Linked DNA regions of Anas platyrhynchos: region 1 is linked to region 2. The links are chromatin contacts, called in public Hi-C maps. All regions are on one chromosome and are shown on one strand. Each heading gives the region's core, a stretch centred on a gene start, on an enhancer-like site or on the middle of the called end of the contact. The rest is flanking DNA. Distances are from core to core; before and after follow the strand shown. Region 1 overlaps LOC140002576 (a long non-coding RNA gene). Region 2 holds the start of DIO3 (iodothyronine deiodinase 3).

The links. Hi-C and Micro-C count contacts between places; a contact is called where the count stands out from the background.
Region 1: a Hi-C map of small yellow follicle shows a contact between it and region 2, with 4 times the contacts expected there. The contact joins the enhancer-like site here to the promoter of DIO3 in region 2. A contact is called at or near these places in 3 of 8 Hi-C or Micro-C datasets (F5 follicle, liver and small yellow follicle).

The regions. Positions count from the first base shown.
Region 1 is chr5:11,847,707-11,854,241 of IASCAAS_PekinDuck_T2T, reverse strand. LOC140002576 (a long non-coding RNA gene) reads left to right here. Exons shown (of 3, transcript XR_011809502.1): 2 at 3,369-3,448. Among named protein-coding and RNA genes, the nearest start is that of DIO3, 61 kb to the right of the region's middle. Within about 2 kb of position 1,906, at least 4 of the 8 cell types and tissues checked have an H3K27ac peak or open chromatin away from gene starts, as enhancers often do. A contact at or near this core is called in small yellow follicle, where this site is marked.
Region 2 is chr5:11,786,671-11,793,275 of IASCAAS_PekinDuck_T2T, reverse strand. DIO3 (iodothyronine deiodinase 3) reads left to right here and starts at 3,443. Exons shown (of 1, transcript XM_005031806.5): 1 at 3,443-5,242. The coding sequence starts at 3,819. The coding sequence ends at 4,643. All of the region lies in intron 3 of LOC106017475, which reads right to left.

The DNA of each region.
Region 1 (6,535 bases), core at 657-3,156, 63 kb before region 2:
TCCCTCACCTCGGCATTATCTTCTGTCTCTTGCACCCCTATTGCAGGACTGGAACCTCAGAGCATCCCAGTGCACCCCTCAAGCTCCTGTCCAGCTCCTTGACCCCACATGCTAGGCACCATCTGACTGGCTTGCTAATCAGCTGCATCTGACACAGGAGCAGCACCTGTGTGGGTGGGATGGTGTGTGCTTGCAGGAGATGCAACTACCGGGCAGGGTCTGTCGCCCCCATACTGTAATCCCATGTTGTGGCTCAACAACAGCAAGTGAAGGGAGGAGGCATCCCTACCCTGTGGGGCAATTGTGCAGTTCCTTTCCAAATGGGCTGCCTCCATGCCCATCAAGCTGTATTATTACCACTTAATATATGTGTTTACTGCTCTTTTCAGTTTTACAGGGAACCTGGGGACAACAATTCCTGACCTGAGATACTACAACAGAGTAGCAATTGTCATTCACCCTTAGTTACTTGCAGAGGTTGTTGGTCCCTTTTTTCTTTTTCTTTCCTTTTTTTTTTTTTTTTTTTAACGATGAGTTACAGGAAAAAACACAGTACAGCATGTCTTTCCAATGAATTGGGTATTGCTCCTGCAATATTCCTGCTATGTATTGCTCACATCACACCTATGACCGCTGTGTTGTGTGGCACACAGCTGATACCCAGCTGCCCCGTCTTTTCCTGAGAGCCTGCAACATAGCAGCAGTGACAGGAGGCAGCATCTCAGTCATACTGGGTAGACATGCTTGTAGCATCTTCTGCTATTCTGATGGTGATTTTTGAGGAACCCACCCGGTATATTGCCTCAAGCTGCATCTCCTCAGCACAGGCTTCAAGCAGAGAGCTGTGCAAAACCAGGCTTCTCTGTGAGAGTGAATCCACCACTCTTCCCTGCTCCCCTGAGGATGATTTATCTTGCTACTGCTGCTCTTTGGGAAATTGTCTCTCTCCCACTATTCCTATCAACTACTCTCACACCAATTTAGGCACCTAGCACCAGTGACTGTCCTAAATTTCATCAGTCTCTGGTTGTCTTGTTTTAGAATCTTCTGTCCCAGAAGTCTCTTCTTATCAGATACAGGGATCTGGTGTATCCTCTGTCAAACTGTTATGGAGCATTTGTACTCTGCAAAACAGCTAGTGAATACTTCACCCTGTATATCAGTGCCAAATTCAGTGGTTCTTGTGGAGATCATGACAGTCAACTTGTAAAGCTGTTTGGGGTCTGTCTGTAGGTAATGTGTTATGCAAATGCTGCTGTCTACTGCTGCTTCCCTGAGGTTAAACAATATCTGCCTGGATGTGTTCCCTTACCCTTTCCTCCAGACATACCTCTGGCTCCGTCGCTCTGCCCTGGGGAAGCTGAGACCATGCTGCAAGTGCCAGCAGAGTGAATACACATAGGATTAAGACTGTTAGCCACTGCAGCATGTCACTTCTGCCTGCAGCTTACTAAAGCAGAAAAGTCTTGTGGCTGATATGTCCTCCACTTCACTGGGTTACATGACACATGCCAGAAAATGTGTCAACCTACTCCCCATCTCCTCAGCATTATTAGCCCAGGGAAGGAAACACAGCCAAAGAACTTGCACACAGCTTTGACAGGTTCTGCCTAATCCACCCACACAATGACATTTCTTATGCTAAGTGCCAGAGTGGTGCAGGGAGGCCACAGCCTGTATCAGCTGCTGGCAAGTCAAAGTTAGTTTCATGGTGGTTATGTTTAAGAGAGAGACTGACGTTACATTAAGAAGTCTTCGCCTCCTGCAGTGCAGTGCTCAGAGAATGACATCAAAAGCCTTCCTAATTCACCCCCCGGGTCATTTGATTATAGGCATGGCACAGTGCTGCACTGCCCCAGGAGCCCGTGAGTCACAACGACATCCATGACTATCCCCTTATTCCATGGAAGGAAGTAATGTGCTTGGAGCATAAAACAACCAGGAGTAGATTACATCCTTCCTCGTGTCAGTTTAGCCCTGCCAGCTGCTGGGGGAGGCACCAGAGAGGCGAGCGCAGCCTCTTGTTTCCCAGCCTTGCTCCTCCCCACCCCGACCTCAGGGAAGCTGTTCCTCCCCACGCTGGGATATGCTGTGTGGGCAAACCCCACGAGAGGGTTTTGCTCAGCCAGGTGAGGAAGAGAATGCTCCAGCTCTCTTCTCCAATGTGGTAGAGAGTTATGTCACATACCAAAATGTCAGTCTCCCCTCCAACAGGAAAGGCATACCTGTCACAGAAATACTGTGTTTTCTCCTCCCTTGGCATTCATCCTTGCAATTAGTCTATCTGTTTCTGATTTATTTATTTTCAGGCTGTCTTCTGCACCCTTGCTCCCTTGCTTGGGCACATGGGGCAAACCACAGACTTGCCCTTAAACTACACAGAGAAGAAAAATCAGAAACAGACTAACCACATGAATCAATAGCGAGGGACAGAAAACACATGATTGGATGCTGCAGTTCCCCTCAGAGATCCATCTGTCTTCAGATGTGATGTAACTGGGCTCACGTACCACATCTGCAAAGGGGGTAACACATCCCTTTTCATAACCTGACTTGCAGGGTAAAAGTGTGCTAGCTCAGAGAAGCCAAGGGATGTTTAAAAATCATTTCAAAACAAGATAGATAGTCTATGTTCATGGAGCTAAAGCAATTGCTTCCTAGTCTGAAGTGACTCCTGTCAGCGTTATTGTTTCTTTCTGGAATTTCAGCTTGGATTTGGCAGAAGTTGAGAAGCAAAGGCACACAGAGAACTGCTTGTGGGAATCAAGTGTCTCTGTGTGCATGGGCCAATCCCTTTGTGAACAAACACCTGTCACTGGGCTGCTGGGTTACATGGTGGTACAAGATGACAGTCAAAGCTGACTGTGTGGGCTCACACCTATGAGGCAAGGCAATTTTAGAATACAAACTACTGTTTTTCCTACAAATAAACACAACTGCATAACAAACCACGCCTCATAGTGCCATTAAAATGCATGTATTATATTCTTAACTCTTCCTTATTTGTCTCCTAAAAGCATCATTGTTTGGGAGGGAGTATCAAGACACTAATAAAAAATAGATGAGCCATATAAGAAATGAGTGCCAAGCAGATGAGCATATATAGTTTCATGCATTTCCAGAATGTAGGAACTCTGATAACATCGTGATTAGAGTCAATACACTTGGTACAGCATCACACAAGTGTACACAGCTGCCTGTCCTTTACTAATATCTTATTTTATACCCCATGGTTCTGCAGCCCTTCATCAGGTGAATGGTGCAAAGTAGTTCACATGATAGATCAGACAAGAAAAACCCTCCAGATAGACTTCTCTATTTGTTTCTGGCTAGGAAGATTAAAGCTCTCCTTCTTTTGGAATCAACAGAAATACAGATGCAAAAGCAAGACACGGGTAAATGAGAGAATTGTTGTTCCTGCAAGCAGAGCATCCTGTCTTCGAAACAGGTGAGTACTCCCAAACTTTCAAAATGTTTCATTGCCCTGCAGATAGATCATAGATCTAACCCTTCTCCTTCCCAGAAACTTTCCAGCATTTTGAGATGTAATAGAAGCAAGGAGAAGTCAGTCTTGAAAAAAAGGACTGGGACAAAGAGAGGAAAAAAAAAAAAAAAAAAGAGGAAAAAGAGGATGCCCTAAGTTCCATAATCAGCCTCCCAGACACTGCCACAGAATTTTGCATATCTGCATGAAGACTTGGCCCATACGGGTTGATCATTAGCAAGAACTTGGTGCAGCTGTATAAACAGCAGATTTCTACACCTACGGGCCTTCATTCATTTCCTCCAGTGAGGTTTTTAATTTGACTGGCAGCTGGCCTATCTGGGCAGCTGATAAGAGAAGAAAAAAATCACCCTCCAGTCTTTACATCTCCATTGCCTTTTCTCTGGTTCTCATCATAGAAGTGTACAAAGAACTCAAGAGCTCTCAATACATTTGTAGCCAAATATTTACCCTAAGCGAGGTAGATTATATTTGCTTACTGTATCCATTGCCATGCTTGGCATGTATTCAAGACTGTCTAACTCCTTGGAGTACTATTGAATACTTTGAAAAAAAAAAAAAAAAAAGAAAAAAAAAAAAAACTTTGTTTATAACAAACTGTTTGCCAATGCCTGCACATTCTATGCAGTCCAGGGTATACTTGCTCTCAAGCTCACATGCCTGGCACTGGGGATAGCTCTTGGTCTAGTGCTGCAAACCATGCCTCAGGGACGGTCCTGGGATGCGGCCAGTTTACCTTAGTCCTTTGTAGGATTATTAAGAGTATTTTGAAATTCTCTCGGGCATTTCACTGAGAGGAAATATAATTAAGCAACTTTCAGAGGAAACATAATATTTCAGAAAATAAAACTTGTTCTCAATCAGCATGCTTATTTGTGAGCATACTTATTTTGACAACATTTTTAATGGAGACAAATTAAAATAATATTAACATTTGATATTATTAATAGTATTGCTTGCCATAAAATAAAAACATATTTATGTTCTTTGCTTCATTTCATTTTGTTTTGATCTTTACAGCATATATTTAACTTTTTTCCTATTAAATTGAGTATTTTAATGACATTATAACTTTTGGGCTTCCTGGTATGAGAAGGAACACATTTATGGAACACTTCCATTATGCCAAATATATTTTCTCTGTGTTTTCATTCTGTGAAAACTTCAGCACCTCTACTTTTTTTCCCAAGTGTTGGAATTTCCCACAGAATGGAAATTCTGTTTCCCGACCAGCTCTGCTAAAATTTCTTGCTCTATCAAAAAGAAAGGGGGAAGGGTGTCACAAGTACACAACTGTAAACTTGTCAGGATACATTTCTCATTGTTGGCTCATATGTTGCCCTCTTTTGGTAGCTTTTGTACTGTACTACACATAAAAATTTTAACATCTGCTGTAGCAACTCTGCATCCTAAAGGGACTGAGTGCTGAATGTTAGAGCTAAACAACTGTGAGAAGAGCAATAGGTTGCAAGTTAGTTATTTGAACTAGCTTATAGAGACATCGTATCCAGAGAGAAAAATCAAGAAGGGATGAATAAAACAGTATAATATAGAATTGGGTGATAAAGGGTAATGAGAAAGAAACAAAAGGAGAAGGAGCTGGTGCTCACTTGTGAATAATTTAATCCCATATCCTGACTTCCATCCTGTGAGGACAAACATGACTTTCAAGCATGTGGGTGATCAACATTTGTAAAGGGAAGTTCTGTCCTAAGCATCATTCACTTGCTCTTTCCAGCTTGCTTTTTTTTCCTAACCTATGCAGGGGTTTTATTAAATTCTTGTGGATATTGACTAGTCAAGCCCAGAAGAGTGTCTGTTAACTTTCCAAGACTAAATCCCTGCCAAAGTCAACACTCTTCTTTTCGCTATTAAATTTCTGTGAGATTAAGTTAAATATTAGATGTTCTTTTATATAAAGTGAATTGTTAAGACTAATTACAAAACCATCAGATATTATTAATCGCATAGTAATTTTAAAATCATTATTTGAGTGAGACAGTGAAGTGTTATATTTTTTTAAAGAATAGAGTTATTTTCTGCCAATTCTGAGGAAAATTAAAAAAAAAAAAAAAAAGAAAAACTCAGTCTGTCACAACGATTAAGAGTCTAAGTAGCTGGGTATTCACCTTCTTTTGACTTTCAATAACAGCCAAGTACTAACTCCCCCAAAATGCCATTCTCTGAGAACAGACTGCTGTCTACTTCAGATAATTCTCTGTTACAAGCACAATAAATGGTTACACAGAAGAAATATTCCCAGCATATCTGCAATTGGAGTTCAGCATTTCACAGCCCTATTCTTTAAAGATTAATTTTCCTTGGTTTGAAAATCAGCATCAGGATTTCAGTCTCACAGGAATTCTTTTATAAACAGTTGCAGAGATGATTTCAGAGCTCATAAAGCAGCCGTTCTTCCCACCTTGAATTGTGGAGCATTTGCGGCAACTCCATATGATCAGAAATTCTTGGAATTAAGAACAACTCCCAGCCTTCCAATGTAAAGACATAAAGCTATTCTTTATAGGCATTCTCCAGTGCTTTATTCAAATCTATACTAAAACTCCCAGCAATATGAATTCCCCCTGAAAGACTACCTGACAGCCTTCCAATTTTCACCTTTAAAAAATATACACCCAAAAGGCTTGATTTTGCTGCTTTCCTCCATTCCAGCTAAATAATGGTGGCTGGTTTAAGCCTCCTTTTCAGACCTTTGTTCCATGTGTAAGAATACAGCCCAGACTTATGGGAATACATGCTTGTCTGCTGATTTCCATGCAACCAAAATGCACCTTTCAGTGCTCAGGGGCTTGTAGACTTTTGTCATCTTTCCTACAGGTCTGACCAAACTCTTCTGCTCCAGTCAATGGAAGTGCTTAAGCATGTGCACTGTTTAGGCTGATATGTAGCTCCTTTGTTAAAGTCACCTAGCAGGGCTATAAAGGGAGTTGTAAGCCAGAAGTACAGCTCGTGTACTTTAAGTTAAGTATATACTTAATGAGATGCTGGGTTTCAGCCTCAGTCTTTCCC
Region 2 (6,605 bases), core at 2,194-4,693:
TTACACGAGGTGAAATTGCTCAGCTCTTATTTCAAGGCCCAATCCAAACTGCAGTGGAGGCTTTTTCATCTCCCTCTCATAAAGCTCACTTCTAACACGCTAATGACATGTAGCCTAGCTGACATGAGAGATGGAATTCTTCCAAAATATATTTTGTTTCCTGTCAGAAAGCATTGCGTGCCTTTGCCCAGGAAATTATAAAACAGAAAATAAACATGTAAATATACCATTTCAACACATCCTCTACATCAAAGCTTGTTTTTAATGTTTTTAATTTCAGCTTTTTGAGGTTTTGTTTTTATAAGTTGCTGAATTTATTTTGTAGCTCCTGTTTATAAAAGAACTTTTAAAGAGTTACAAGTTACATTTATCAAATCAAGAAAAACTACAACTATAAAGTTCTCCAAAAGGCAAATAATGTGAACCCTGCAAGTGCACGCATGCAGACACACACACACAAACTTCTATATGCGTAAGGTTACTGGCTGATGAACCACAGACCACATGCAGAAGAGTAAAAACCACCCATAACCAGATGTGCCACTGTAAATCTCATATTTTAGACTATATGCTATGAACATGCAGGAAGACACAAGTTCCCACAGTATTAGTAGCAGCAATAGGGATTCCTAGAATCACCCGTTACCTTCCGGTACCTAAAAATAGCCCAACTTCCCAGAGGAAGGTACTGCCCTTGTGAAATATATGGAGGGCTTATTGGGGCATGATTTTGAAAAATATCCAGCACAACATAGACACGCGAATGGCAGTAACACATCACATCAAACCTCCCTAAAACCAAAGACAGAATTTCACCCTTTCCCACGGAGTTTTGCGTAAATACAAATGAATGCTGTACTTAGACTGAATGAAGCAGTGCATGACTTGCAGAGCCATGCAGAGCCACCGCTTCGTTAGGAAACAGCAGCCTCAGGTTATATTTGAATTTTCCTATGGTAGGGAAGGGTAGTGGTGGGTCATTGTAGCAAAGTGCTTCAGTTCTCTGCCCTATCCACAGCTGAATAGGAAACCCCAATTCAAAAGTTTCCTTCAAGCTATAAAAATAAAACAAAGTTTATTCCAGGGATTAGGGAAAAACGCATTTCCAAAGTCCCTATTCAGCTACAAATACGCTATATAAGACCAAATACTTTTTTTTTTACCTCAGAATATCTCTCACTGATCTGGTAGAGCAAAGTTTGTTGATATTCAGGGTTGCAAAGCCATCTGTTTACTCAGGCTTTTGTCTGTCAGCATAGTTTGAAGAGGTCGCTTTTAGAGATCAATTTTTTTTTCCTGGGGGTTTCTTCAGAGCTACCACAATTTGTTATTGCGTCTGTTTAGAGGCTTTAATTTGTGGTTTTCAAGATTGCATAACTGCACAGAGAGGTGGTGAGAGGCCCACATGAAGAGTTCAAAATAAGTTTGACAATATAGTAAATATCTACTCAGTAATTTTCCCTGGACTGAGCACTACAGAATGCCAAAAAAGTTATTAGTCAGGCTAGTGTATGAACGTGTCATTATGAGGACCAGAGCATATATTTCCATTCAGATACTACAACACTGAATTCACTCTACTCGCTGTTGACACCAGCTGATCCATGATCCATGGGGGGCTGCAACCCAACTGCCTACTTAGATTGTTCTAAAAGAGTCTGTTTTGAACCAGATATAGAAAAAAAATAAAACGAGATTTTAATTGTGCCTTTTATTCAGGGTTCTCATAATAAGTTACATAAAAAATGAAGTAAGCCGCCTGGACTCCCAGGAGGAGGCTCAGCATTAGTTTTTCCATTTTGCAGATGTCAGATGGGAGGCGCAGAGACGTGCACAGCCACGTCTGAAGAAGTGCTCGCTGCACCCGGGACAGGTTGCAGGTCCTGTGAGTCACTAGGAATCTGTAGCCAGATACCTGGCATTGACCACATGCAGAAACAGGGCTCTGATATGCACATTGCATTCGTGGGATGTGCATCCCCAGGGTCCAGGCAGCAGGCACCTGTGTGCGCGCTGCTACAGCAGTTCCTGAATGCCTGAGTCACGCCTGCATAGCAGAGGGCAGCACTGGGCATTTTGGGCAACCCTAACAGCCCTTTCTGAAGAAGTTGGTGAGGAAATGATGTTCATGCCACAAGCTGGGAACCCTGCATCAATGGAGTGGCAAGGCTGTGAACAGAAACGTCGGTTTTTGCCTAGGATTGTGTCTAGACACCAAACTAGATTTAAGCCACATACCTCTAGTACAGGTCTCCATCTAGCCCAGCAAGAAGGAATTTATGGGCTATAAATTCCTCCTGCCCGGGTGAAGGCTGGAGGCAGCTAGTCTGTGCTCGCCTCTGCGTACTGCAAGTATTTCACGGCCAGTAACACAGCCCTCAACCCTAAAACTGGCATTCATGTGTCTGCTCCGTGGACATGACACATGGGTCCACCTGACGTTGCCCACGACGTGCCTCGCCACCCCACTGCATGAGGACTTCACTAGGCCCATGACGCGAGGGGCTGGGATTTCTACTTCGCAGGACAACACAACACAATACTGCTGCCTCCTCCTGGGTCGCTGCAGGGGGGCACCGAGGCTTCCAGCTCACCTGGGTGCAGTGGGCGACACAGTGGGGGCCATGCCCAGCTGTCCCCACTGCCGACGGGAGGGGTTCCTGGGGACAAGCCCAGAGGACAGGACGGGACGGGACGGGACGGGACGGGACGGGACGGGACGGGACGGGAGGGGACGGGACGGGACGGGAGTGCAGCCCCGGGACCGCTACTCCGGCCCCATCCAGGCCGCCGTCGAGCTCTCCCGACGGCCTCCCCGCGGCACGGCCCGGCCCCGCCTTCACACCCGGCCGGCCCCGCCGGGCAGCGGACACCCGGGGGCCGGGGGGGGGGGGGAGCGGCAGGGCCCGGCGGCTCCCCCCCTCCGCCGCCACCAGCACCGGCACGGCCGCCGCCGCTTCTCGGGCAACAGCTCCCCTTAGCGGCCGCAGCGCCGCCCGCCGCCCGCCCCTCCTCCGCCGCGGGGCAGCGCCCGCCGGCCGGAGCCCACCTGGCACCCCCCGAGCCCCGCCGCGGGGCCGGGGCAGCGCCCGCCGCCCGCCCCGTCCCGTCCCGTCCCGTGCTCCCCGTCCGTCCCGTCCCGTCCCGTCCCGCCCCGCCGCGGGAGGACGCGGGCGGGGCCGCGGGTTCGAGCCCCGGTGCCCCCGGTGCCCGGTTGTGGTTGTGCCCGCTTGTGGCCGTGCCCGCGTGTGGCTGTGCCCGGTTACGACTGTGCCCGGGCCAGGGGCTGAGGAGCGGGGAGGGACGCGGCGCGGAGCGGGCGGCCCGTCCCTGTCACCTGCGGGCGCCGCCGGGACGGCGCTGCCCCGGCCCCGCTCCTGAGCGGCCTCGGCCCCGCTGTCGGGGCGGGGGGGCGGCTCGGGCTGCGCCTGTTGCATTGTCCCTGGCGGGGCTGGCAGCGAGCGGCCGCCGCTATCTGCGGCCGGGGACCCCGGCCGTGCCCTATCGCGGACTCTCTGCTGGGGCCTGATAGCGGCTGCTCCCTGCTCGGCTGCACGTCCCCTCGCAGCTCCCGCCGGGGCTCTCTCCCCCTTTGTCTGTGTATTTTTAGGTCATTAGAGTGGAGGGGTAGGTAATCCCCAGGCTCAAGTTCCAGAGGGGCGGGTTCTGGCCGGAGGTGGAGTCACTTTTCATTTAAATCCCTGACTATAAAATGGGCTTAAAGAGAAGCGGGATCTCAGCCGTGCCGCGCAGACCCCGGCAAGCAGGGTACGTGGGGGCCCCCGGGCAGCCGGCGCCCCGCAACACCAGCCGCGGCGATGCTCCACTCCCTCGGCGTTCACACCTTGCAGCTGCTCACCCAGGCGGCCGCCTGCATCCTCCTCTTCCCCCGCTTCCTGCTCACCGCCGTGATGCTCTGGCTCCTGGATTTTCTGTGCATTAGGAAGAAGATGCTGCTGATGCCCACGGCGGAGGAGGTGGCCAGAGCCAGCGAGGGGCCGCCCCCCGACGACCCCCCAGTCTGCGTGTCCGACTCCAACCGCATGTTCACGCTGGAGTCGCTGAAAGCCGTGTGGCACGGGCAGAAGCTGGACTTCTTCAAGTCGGCGCACGTGGGCTCCTTGGCCCCCAACCCCGAGGTGATCCAGCTGGACGGGCAGAAGAGGCTCCGCATCCTGGACTTCGCCCGCGGCAAGAGACCCCTCATCCTCAACTTCGGCAGCTGCACCTGACCCCCGTTCATGGCCCGCCTCCGGTCCTTCCAGCGCCTGGTCGCGCACTTCGTGGACATTGCCGACTTCCTGCTGGTGTACATCGAAGAAGCACACCCCTCCGACGGCTGGGTCAGCTCGGACGCAGCCTACAACATCCCCAAACACCAGTGCCTCCAGGACAGGCTGCGGGCAGCTCAGCTGATGAGGGAAGGGGCGCCCGATTGCCCCCTGGCCGTGGACACCATGGACAATGCTTCCAGCGCCGCCTACGGTGCCTACTTCGAGAGGCTCTACATCATCCAGGAGGAGAAGGTGATGTACCAGGGAGGCAGAGGACCAGAGGGCTACAAGATCTCGGAGCTGAGAAGCTGGCTAGACCAATACAAAACCCGGCTCCAGAGCCCCAGCACGGTGGTCATCCAAGTGTAAAAAGGACCTGGCAAAAGGCGCAGAGGCGGAGAGGGGAGGGGAGGGCGGGAGGAGAGGTGGCGAGGGAGAAGGCACCGCGACGCGGATGGCAGGAGCCCTCCTCCCCGGGGACACTCGAAGGAGGCTGCCGTGCGAGCTTTCGAGCAAGATGTGCCATAGTCCTTTCTCTATTCAAATCATGTTGATTTGCCAGCCACGCTCTGTCGATACTGTATTTCCATGTGCGTTTTGTAAATAACTCTTCTTTTTTTTTTTTTTTCTTTTATTTGGAGAAGCGTTTACTAATTTTTAAGGAGGCTCTCTTCCTTCGGGATCTGTTCCCAGCTGCGTGTGTGCGCGGGTGTGTGTCTGAAAAGTTGTGTACAAGTGCTCCGTGCTGCCTAGCAAGTGCTAACTGGGATTTCTAGTATTTCTTTGTGATGACCGATTTTGAAATGGGTTTCTCTAATGCCAGGAAATCGTGTCTGATGTTGTCAAATGCTAGAACTGCCAATAGCCAGAGCTGAACGGAATGTCCTATTTATGGGGGGGTTTTGTAAGACGTTCGTTCACCTTTTTTTTTATGAATTTTTTTAAATAATAAAGGTTGAGTAAATACACGTCTAACCTTGCCCGTCTCTCTCTATCTCGCTCCAGAGCGCCACATTCACTTTCCCTTTTGCCTACCTTGTAGCGTCCTCTTCGCGGCTGAGGAGGGGAAGGCGAAGCGGCAGGAGGGAGAGGATGCGCAGCTGGGGGCGGCGAGCAGGGCTGCGGCAAGACCCGAAGGAGAAGGGGGGCACTGAGGGTCCCCAGGGGAAAAACACACCTCCGGGGCTCCCGCGGGAGGGGGAACGAAGCTGGCCCTTAAACCCAGCCCCGGGGGACTGCGCGCCCCCGCTCTCACCCCTCTGAGCCGCCCCGCGGGGTTGCGCCCAGGGAGAGCGAAGGTGCAGAGGTGAACCTCGGCCAAAACAAGTGAACCTCAGCCAAAACTCCGGAGGGGGAAAGCCGCCCCAGCAGGGTGAGCCGCCCCGTCGAGGACGCCCCGTCGCGAGCGCGCAGGCGGCTCCGAGGTGCCGGTGCCTCCCCCCTGGTTGGGAGCGGGCGCGACCGCACCTGAGGCCAGGCGGGACCGGCCCCGCGGGGCTCGGGCAGAGGGGCTGGGGGCTCGGCCCCCCGGGGGGCGCGCTTCCAGAGGGAGAGGCAGCGGGGGGCAGCCGGAGTTGGCCTCCAGGTGATGGCGAGCGCGGAGAGCATCCTGAGAGCCCCGCCGAGGCCGCCCGGGAGCCGCCAGGCACCTCCCGTTGTGCCTTAGGGCAGTGGCACGACGGGGCGGCCCCGGCGGGGCTGTCCTCCCCAGCGAGCTTCGGCAGGGGGCTCGCAGCCCGCGTTGGAGAGGCGGGGGCCGAGAGGCCCCCAAGGGACCCACGAGTCCCCCTGGATCTTTTAGGACAAGGAGTCCCGTCGAGCCCCGACGGCACGCCTCTCAGCCTCCCCGACGCCAAGCTCTGCGCCCTCTCCGGTGCCCCGGAGCCCAGGGGAAGCCTCGGGAGCATCCCCAGCGGCGGGGCGGCAGTAGCGGCACCCCGGCTCCGCTCCTCCAGGGGCTCATCCCTGCGGGCTCCGCACCCCGGGGTCGGGGGGGAGGCGTCGGTGGCCGAGCGGCTCCCAGCGGCCGGGCCGGGCGGCACCTTGCGGCGGGGGTGCCCCAGTTCCCCTCCTCCGGCCCCACGAGGGACCGGGCCAGCTCTTTTCGCCAGCCCCGGCTTTGCAAGCATCTGCCCGGCGCGGCACAATCTCGGCTGCCTCTTACATAAGGATGGAGCCGCTCCGCCGCCTTCACACGGGCTTCCTGCCGCGGGAGGAACCCAAGTCGGTTGGGGCGATGCGAAAGGCACCGGAGGAGACCGGAGGAGCCCAGGGCAGCGGGCCCGCAGCAGGTGGAGGTCCTGGGGAGCTCCGCCAGCCCCGGGGCCGCTG